Linked DNA regions of Danio rerio: region 2 is linked to region 1. A link is a contact called in public Micro-C data. All regions are on one chromosome and are shown on one strand. Each heading gives the region's core, a stretch centred on a gene start, on an enhancer-like site or on the middle of the called end of the contact. The rest is flanking DNA. Distances are from core to core; before and after follow the strand shown. Region 1 overlaps pde3b (phosphodiesterase 3B). Region 2 overlaps rras2 (RAS related 2).

What was found. A called contact is a pair of places that touch in the nucleus more often than the background predicts.
Region 2: a Micro-C map of caudal fin shows a contact between it and region 1, with 2.5 times the contacts expected there. The contact joins two enhancer-like sites. A contact is called at or near these places in 3 of 18 Hi-C or Micro-C datasets (caudal fin, hematopoietic stem cells and an unstated tissue).

Annotation. Positions count from the first base shown.
Region 1 is chr7:27,757,913-27,762,738 of GRCz12tu, forward strand. All of the region lies in intron 1 of pde3b (phosphodiesterase 3B), which reads right to left. Among named protein-coding and RNA genes, the nearest start is that of cyp2r1, 45 kb to the left of the region's middle. Within about 2 kb of position 2,234, at least 7 of the 62 cell types and tissues checked have an H3K27ac peak or open chromatin away from gene starts, as enhancers often do. A contact at or near this core is called in caudal fin, where this site is marked.
Region 2 is chr7:27,901,824-27,906,649 of GRCz12tu, forward strand. rras2 (RAS related 2) reads left to right here. Exons shown (of 6, transcript NM_001017815.1): 2 at 448-535; 3 at 1,806-1,908; 4 at 4,073-4,181. Among named protein-coding and RNA genes, the nearest start is that of tub, 18 kb to the right of the region's middle. Within about 2 kb of position 1,913, at least 21 of the 62 cell types and tissues checked have an H3K27ac peak or open chromatin away from gene starts, as enhancers often do. A contact at or near this core is called in caudal fin, where this site is marked.

The DNA.
Region 1 (4,826 bases), core at 984-3,483:
TTGAAATCTGATCGCAAGTGCTCACAGGAAACACACTTGATATGCATGTAACTATGTGGATCTTGACTACTTACAAGTATACAATATCAATCACTGTTTTCAACAAATATTTTAAAACGGTGAAAAATAATTTTGATTAATAAAAACATTTCTCATGAAAAGACACACACACACACACACATACACACACACACACACACAAACACACTCTAACGTACAAAGACACTTCTCTCTCCCAGCATGTGCTCAATTCAGTTACATTTGCGGCTTATTTCTGTCCAATACATGCTGTTGAAATACCCGTCTTAGAGTGTTTATATAAACACAGTCGATTATATCTAATGTTTAACTGCTGAAAGACATCTGTGATTTAGGTTTAAAAATGACAGCAGCCTTATACATGGGAATGTGTGCATCCACATAAATGCTTCAAAATGACATACATGTTGTATAACTGTCTTTATTTAATAAGTTTAATAAGTAATTTGTTGTTCACATACAAAATAGTGCTTAAAGAAAAAAATACTTTTGTCATACTTTACTCACCCTTCACTTGTTTGCGAACGAAAACGTTTTCTGTAACCCATTACAATAAGTTTGTTTGCAGCCAAAAATAATGACTACCCTTAAGCCACTGCACGATATAGAAAAATCTGATAATCTGATATTTTATTCTTCTTTTATTTTAGGAAATAGATTGGGGAGTTTAAGAGTATTCAGGTTAACACATTAAATAATCACAATTCAAAAAAAAAAATTTCTTACTTTGCTTTTAATGCTTTGTCTCATTTCTAGTCTTTATATATCAATATAAGGGTACCTAGCACGACAAAAAGGTACCAAAAAGTAAAGCTAGACAAGCAGCTGAATGCTATTGGTTTACAGAGAAGCTTCACTAGTACATATACAAGCCATGAGAAAGAAGAAAATGATTCTTTGAGCAACCTAAAAGATGAACAGACAGCCATGTATAATTATTATTATCATCGCCTTTTGGACTATTATGAACTCGGAAATACTTTTTAACAGAAGTGACATGCTGGTGAAGATTAAAGATACAGATGAGAGGTTTGCACTTACTGTGGGCTATATTGCAGGTTGTTTTTAAACCCAAATAAGGATTAAATGTCTGCTGTGTGTAGTTTTTTTGTAAATGGTAACATATCGGAGACTGCAAGGGGCTGTTTGTGTTCATATATTGCATTTATTTATTTATTTATTCATTAGAGTTGCCGACATTACAGTAGGCTATTTTGCCGTATCCTTAATCTGCAATTAAAATCAAATCATGTCTATAGGAAGGTTAGTAATGAACATTTATACACAAGTATTTATGTGTATAAAGCCTCTGTTTTGTGAGAAGCGCTCCTCATATGTAAACGACCCGTACAGTTTTACATTTTCTTGAGCGAGAATGATGTCAACTGCAACTTTCTGTCGTACACCATTGGTACCCTATTGGCAGTGGAAACGCAAGCCTGATATAGGTGATCCGTGCCAACCTGTACCATACTATACCACTCTAAACTGCCCGATAAATCCTTCAAAACTACATAAATATAGCAAAATTGTCTTTATTTAATCAGTTTAATAAGTAATTTGTTGTTCACATACAAAATAATGCCTAAAGAAAAAATTGTTCACCAAAAAAAAAGGAAATTCTGTCATCATTTACTCACCCTTCACTTGTTTAAAACCATGAATAATCCATTGACTTTAACAATAATTTTTTTCCTACTATAGAAGTCGATGTGTACAATCAGCATTTTAAAAAATATCTTCTTTTGTGTTCATCAGAAGAAAAAAATGCTAAAGGTTTAAAACCATGTGAGGCAGAGTAAATAATGAATTTAGATTTTTTTTTTAAATGCCATATCTTTAAAACATACAATCCACATAAAGCCACTTTTGGTGTAACTAATGCTTTCCTCAAAATGCTGGTAGTCACTGACATAAATCGGGTTCATGTTTGTAACACCAACACTGTGAATTCAAATTGAAACAAGCAAATATAAAAAATAATAAACTGTTCAAATTTCCTTTAATCGATTACTTTAAAAATGCATGATTAATCGATTCTGAAAATAATCATCAGTTCCAGCCCTATAAGCTATATTTCACTGACTTTTTTATCATTAAAACAGAAGCACAAAACAGCAGGCCAAACACATGTAGATGTACACAAATACATTCACAGTCAGAGCACCAAACAAAACAGTTTCAGTTCTTTTAATGGCAGATAATCAGCAGATCCACTGTGGGCAAAAGTGTCATACAGTATTTGCATTACAACACACTACAGCAACTAAAACACTCAAAAGAGGTCTCTAGTCTGCAGCCATTCGCCTACAGAAGGTAAAAGCTACCATACTTAACGCAAAGAAATGCTAACAAACAACACGTGGGATCTGTGCTTACCAAGACTCTAGATAAAAAGTCAGGCCAGTCCTGTTTTTTTTTTTGTTAGGTTTGTTCTTTGACACTGTTATTATGAGTGTGTCAGTGTGTTTAAGAGCGAGACGAAGATTTTATATATATATATTATATATGTGTGAGTGTTGCGTGTGTTTGTGTTTGAGAGAATCTCAGCCGAGTGGCTAAATAACTGCACATCGTCTGAAAGCAGGAGGCCAAGCAGGGCTGGTCAAACAAAAACAGCATCATAAAAACCACAGAGCCAGTCAAGAGCTTCATCAACATCACACAACACAGCGGCTAGTGAAGCAGAACAACAAACCAACCCTTGATGAACACGTATCACCTTACACACACACGCACACACACATATACACGCCGATCTGCACTTCATGACTTTATGAAAATGAGAAACCTGTTATATTTGTTTAAAAACACAGCAAATGGTTTCGTGAAGTCAGTCATAAGCAAATATTGTACGATCAAATGAGAGGATAGTGACACTATGAAGCATGTTGAAGTTAGGTGCTGATATAATGTTTGCTTGCGAACTAAAACATTTTCTGTAACCCATTACAATAATTTTGTTTGAGTTTATTTAGCGCTGCAAATATTGGAAAAAATCTGATGTTGTGTGCGACATTTTTATTTTTCTGGGATAAATATTACAATGTAAATACAGTTTCACAAGATAGTTAAATAGCACTATTTGACATTTTTTTAGGGAGTTAACAGTATTCAGGTACAGAAATTGATTGATCGCAATGAAAAAAAGCTTTTCTTACTTTGCTTTGTGTCAGTTCTAGTCCAAATCTTAACAAAATTCTTAGATCAAGTAAAAATATTGTTTTGTACATGAGAAAAGGCAAAATTATAGCTTTTCCCAATTATCTGCCAGTGGGATAAGTTAAACAGTCTTGTTTTTGCTTTGAAATGTAGATATTTGACTAGAAACAAGGACAAGCAAAACATTATTATTATTATTATTATTATTATTATTTATTTATTTATTTTTAATTTCTATTTTTTTTGCATAAATCGTATAAATACAGCGATTAAATACAATTCTGTAGCTCCTGGTCAACTATAATCCAGACTTAAAGTCCCCAAGAAATCAAAACTAACCATATGATTTTGTTAGCTCACAATGACAGTTTTGGGGTGGACAATTCATCTGTGTGTGTCATTAAGAAGAAAAAAAATGTTTGCCCTTCTAATCTTTAATTGAAATCTGTAAAGGCACTTCCTGTTTGTTGTCCAGTTAAATCAGATTATGTGATTTTGAGGTAATGGCTAACTTTGAGCTAATATACTTCACTACACTGACAGTTTTGACAACAAACAGAAATGGTGAGCAGGAGCAGTCTGTTAGGTTGTAATAACTCTTCTAAACCCTGGTTTCCCGATCGTTCTGAATGAAATCATCCATTTAGTCTGCGGTAGAAAAAACAAGCCACGCTCACCGTTTCTCCAGGAACTGCGTCACAATACGAAAAAAAGCTTTTGGTTCTTTGTGACTTTAACATTGCATTTCTTTGCGATTTGACTATTGCGGAAGAGCACATTACAATATTGATACTGAAACAATATAGTGTGCAGCCTAACCACCATTCATTTTATATTTTTATAAATTTGCCAGGCATATAGAGAACTCATTTGATCACAAATTAAAATAATCAATTATAAGGATCACAGAGCAGTTCAAAATACAAATCAATTGTAATATTTATATTTTGCCACTGTAACAAAAATTTCTAAGTTTTTCCCAATTCTCTGTTTGAGGTCAATTACTCAATTATTAAAGATAAAAATAGGTTTGCTGTTTTTTTTTTTTTTTTTAATTGAACATGCATAAAATCACTTTTGTAAATTTAGTTTGATATGGATTCCAAACTGTAGCATCTCAAACATTTTATTATTATTTATTTTTATTAAATGTATTTCATTAAAAAAAATAAATTCAGCAAGAATGTATTAATCCAAACTGATGAAGGGCTTTTTACTGTTACAGTGAAACAAAAGGTCAGGAAATGATTTTTGAAATAATATCCACATCTGCATATTAGAATGAGGAATAAACAGAATATTTCTATAATTGCTATACAAATAACAACAAAATAAAACACTTTCTGCACTTAACAATATTTTTGTATTGCTTGTTCAAACTACATAAAATAAGATAAAACAACTATACATGGGACAATAACTGTTTTCAAGGCATACCGTGGTTTGGAAAAAAAAATAAAAAAAATCAAGGTTTTAAAACCGCCTACATTTTCTTTAATGTTGTTCTAAGTTGTGCAAGTATGTGTACGATTTTTATTTACATTTATTTTTTGTTTTTTAGGACAACAGTATCTCCAGCTGAAAAAATATCCAAAGATGCCGTTTTAAATTGTAGTGAAATCTGT
Region 2 (4,826 bases), core at 663-3,162, 140 kb after region 1:
TATCGATAAATAATGTTATGATAGCTGATTTAACATTAAGTTATGATTAAATTGCCTCTTGTTACAGTTATGAAATAGTATGATAACGAGCAGAAAATGTTGATGGGCCAATGACAAGACCACATTCAAATGGATGTCAAGATCTACCTTCCTAAAGATTTCATTTGCAACCAATATCAAACACACCTGCCTGTAATAATCAAGTGCTGTTTAGGTCCTAATTAATTGATTCAGGTGTGTTTGATCAGGGTTGGAGCTGAACTCTATAGGAAGGTAGCTCTCCAGGAACAGGGTTGAGCAGCCCTGGTCTAAAGCATCAAAATCTGATGAGGTTGTTTTATGGTGACCAGATGTAATCCTAACAAAAAATTTGGATGTGATGTTATGCCTGAACTGTATATTTTATTTTGAAGTTCCTTATGTTGTTTTCTTTCTGTTTTTGTGTAGTCATACTTCGTCACTGACTATGACCCCACGATTGAAGACTCGTACACAAAGCAGTGTGTGATTGACGAGAGGCCTGCACGGCTGGATAGTAAGTACACTGCTGATGGACGAAGGAGTCTGATTCTTAAATAAATCTTAGGATTATTCTACAATGTAGAAGTGCGCTTGTTTTTGCACTTGTTTTAGAACTTCCGATTCAGTAGCTATGGGAGAAATGACTAGGAATAACAAACGGCAGAAAACAGTCTAACTACTTCCTCCACAAACAAGTTTATTCATGATTATACATTAAAAGCAGAATAGTATATCAGGAAAATGTCAGGTTGCAACATCAAGCAGCATAATGAGCTATTTTTAACATCTACAAATCAATGGAAGTGAATGAGATCGAAAGTCTGAAGACAAAAAGATTTTAAGGGCCAGCTCTTACGTGAAGCATAAGGTCAATAATTCATTCCTGTGATGGTCATTATTTCAGTATTAAGTGTCAAATGATCATTCAGAAATATTTCTTATCTTATATAGATTTGCTGCTCATGAAATAATTCTTCTTCTTATTATTATTATATTATGTAGATAATGCTGTTTTCTCAGCTCTTTTTTGTACGTGAGTTTATTTTGTTATTGAGAGGAAAACGCACAGCTATGGCGATTTGGGGAAAATATCTGATTGCGATTTTTATTTTTATTATTATTTTTTGATAGATATTGCGATTTTTTTTTTTTTTTTTTTTTTTTTCGATTTGATTTGCAATTTATTTTTGTAGTCAAGTGTCAGCTCAATAATCTGTATCATAGCTTCTTACTGTTAAAATGCATTGAGAGTTATTTAAAAAAGGAACTGAAAAGATATTACCTTAAACATTTTTTCAAATTAATTTTAAAATATTCAGAAATAAAACACTTATTTTTCTCTACTAGAGCAAACAGTTTCTTATTTTGCTGGTGTTTTTTGTAATTGCATACACTTTCCTAAATTGCAGATCAATAAACTCTCTCGGCCACCATAAAAAAAGCATTTTGACATTATTTCTTAAAACAGCACAGTACAAAATAATATGAATTTGTAATTCATGCTGACTTTAATGTGAACAAGTCTTTGATAACAGAATAGGCCACTAACTCACAGTATTGCAGGCATCATTTAAGACAGCGGTTAAAAAAGGAAGCAAACTTTGGTCTCTTCATACGATTATTATTTACTCTCTATTTAAGATTCTTACATGTCAGTAAATACTCTAGTCAGTTCAAAACTGCCAAAAATACAAGACAGAGCACAGCTATGGAGCTATTATTGATGATCAAAGCTACAGTGCTAATGTGACTAAATGCTAACATGGTGGTTTTGTGTTTGTTAGTCCTGGATACAGCAGGACAGGAAGAGTTCGGAGCCATGAGAGAACAATACATGAGGACAGGGGAGGGTTTCCTTCTGGTCTTCTCTGTCACCGACCGGGGAAGGTGAGCAAACGTTCCACTCACGCTTTCTCTCTCAACTTTCTCTCCTTCTTCCCCTTTCCCTCCACACGGCCTGTCTCAGTTTCACTTTCATTCAGTTTCAGGCTTGCCGTTTTTAATTCACATCAAACCACCTCCCTTTACTCAGTCACATCGCCGTCTGTAGCTGTAAAATTAGAGATGATGCTTAATTACACCTCAGGGTTTTGTCTGCAGTTACAGTAAATAGATCTCACGCACATTGCAGAGCAGTGTGTATTTGGTCGTTGTGGGAGTGTTTGTGCCCTCTCGGTCTGTCCCAGTTTGTGTTTATGCTGTAAACAGACTTTCCTTCCTCCGTTTACATTACGGATGGCACAGACCTCTCAGAGCACACTCTCCAGAGTCCATGACAAGCATTTCCTCCTGAATGACATTTAAACGGCTCGAACTGTTAGAATCAACAGAGAGCTCATATCAGTGTCCTTTTCTTCCCAGTTTACACACACACACACACACACACTCTGTCTCTCTCTCTCTCTCTCTCTCTCTCTCTCTCTCTCTCTTTCTCTATGATGGCTTTCAGTCATCTGACAGCATTACTGGAAAGTTTATAGTAACGGCATGAGAACTGGGTGACCTTGTGTCATCCTGTGTACTGTGATGCTGCTCTGTGGGCCAGAACAGAAAGAGAGTGAGACACAAACACAAGTCTTGCCAATAAAGCTCTATTAAATTGAATTTAATAAAAATTAATTAAATTAAAATGAATTCAGTTTAATAATAAAACATTTTAAAAAATTATATATTTTAAAATGTTTAAAAATAAAATAAATAAAATAAAAAAATTAAGTACATACAATATTAAAAATGTGATTTTAATAAAAAAATGATTAATTATTGAAAATTAATTTAATTTAATTGAATAAAAAAACATAAAAACATTTTAAAATAAAATGCAAAAACTAAATAAATTTAATAAAAAATACAAAAGTAAATATTAATTTCTTTTTATAAAAAAATAAAATACATTGAATTAAGAGGTGGTTTAAAATCATTTTAGTTTCTTTTTTTGTTAAAATACATTCCTGATTTAAGCATATCCAAAATACACTCAAATGCCATTAAAAATGATTACATTCGTCAGTTCTGACATTCTAAATTATGTTATTCTGAGATATTTCTGCTGAAACTAATAACTAGGCCCATGTGAAATCTGCAGCCACAGAAATATGCCATGTTTTTTTTTTTTTTTTTGTCAGTCCATCATTGAGCCCGTTTATTTACCATTATAAAGCCTGAATGATAAGCCTGTCTGGATTTATTCTGCGGGAACAAAACTGCCTGAATTTACTTTATTCCTTACTCAATACATCAACATTATATTTAGAGACCAGTTCTATTCTTATTCTTGCTGCAATCAAACACAAAAACAATACTTAAGGATCAGGTTCTGTCAACCCTAGGCCTTTATTGTCCCTTGTTTTCCATATAGCCAATTTTGCAGTCCTTGCTAGACTTTTCTTGCTTTAGGGTTAGTTTAGAAAAAGAGCTCCGCTTTGTGTGTGTGTTTTCATTGCAGAATATATTGATATCAAATGATGTTTAACAGAGCAAGGAAATTTTCACAGTATGTCTGATAATATTTTTTTCTTCTGGAGAAAGTCCTATTTGTTTTATTTTGGCTAGAATAAAAGCAGTTTTTAATAATAAAAAAAACATTTTAAGGTCAATATAATTCGCCCCTTTAAGTTATATTTCTTTTTGATAGTCTACAGAACAAACCATCATTATACAATAACTTGCCTAATTACCCTAACCATGCCTACCTAACCTAATTAACCTAGATAAGAATGTCACTAAGCTGTATAAAAGTGTCTTGAAAAATATCTAGTAAAATATTATTTACTTTCATGATGGCAAATATTAATTAATTCAGTTATTAGAGATGAGTTATTTTGTTTAGTATAACTATTTTGTTTAGCAATGTGTTGAAAAAAATATTTTCTCTGTTAAACAGAAATTGGGGAAAAAATGTACAGGGGGGCTAATTATTCTGACTTCAACTATATATACAGTATTTTTTTAATTAGTTAGAGCAATTACAATTAGTCTAATAATTAGTTAGAGCAATTACAGCCATTTTCAAGCAGTTTTTAATGGCTGTGTATCACCTTGTTTTCCTCAGTTTTGAAGAGATCTACAAGTTTCAACGGCAGATCTTGAGAGTGAAGGACCGAGATGAATTTCCCATGATTCTAGTTGGTAACAAAGCTGATCTTGAGCAACAGAGACAAGTGAGTGACTTGAATCACGTATAGTGTCATTTCAGAGAACTACACTGAATCAGAAACAATATGTCGATCTCAACACTCTTTATCTGCACTGAAATCATAGCATGACTTGGTACTTTATTGTATCTGTTGTAGACTTTTAGTCTCTACAGTTTTTGCTGTAAAATGACACATTACAGTACTGTAAAATGACACATTACAGTACTGTATACACGTTCTTACAGTACACAATGTTGCTGTTAAGATGCAATTAAGTGTGGATGAAATTCAGTCCTGAAAAATCAATGAAGAGTGCTGAAAGAGTGAAAAATATCAGTGTGTCTGTGAGGGAGAGAGCTTGTAATAAAATATATGGGGTTACTGGGTGCATTGTGCCATTAAAGGACACTCAGATTGTGTTACACTGCCACCTAGTGATAGAACGGAGAACATCAGCCTGTCCCAGTTTACTGATTTAAAGGGACAGTTAACAAAAATTAAGGGACAGTTTTTAAAATTTGTTTACTCTCCATCAAGTAGTTCCAAACTTTTGAGTTTTAAGTTTTTTTTTCTTAACAGAAGAAGCTATTTTAAAGCAAGCTTAAAACCTGTTACCAGTTGTAGGAAAAATAAATACTATGGAGGTCAATGGCTTCAAAACATTCCTCA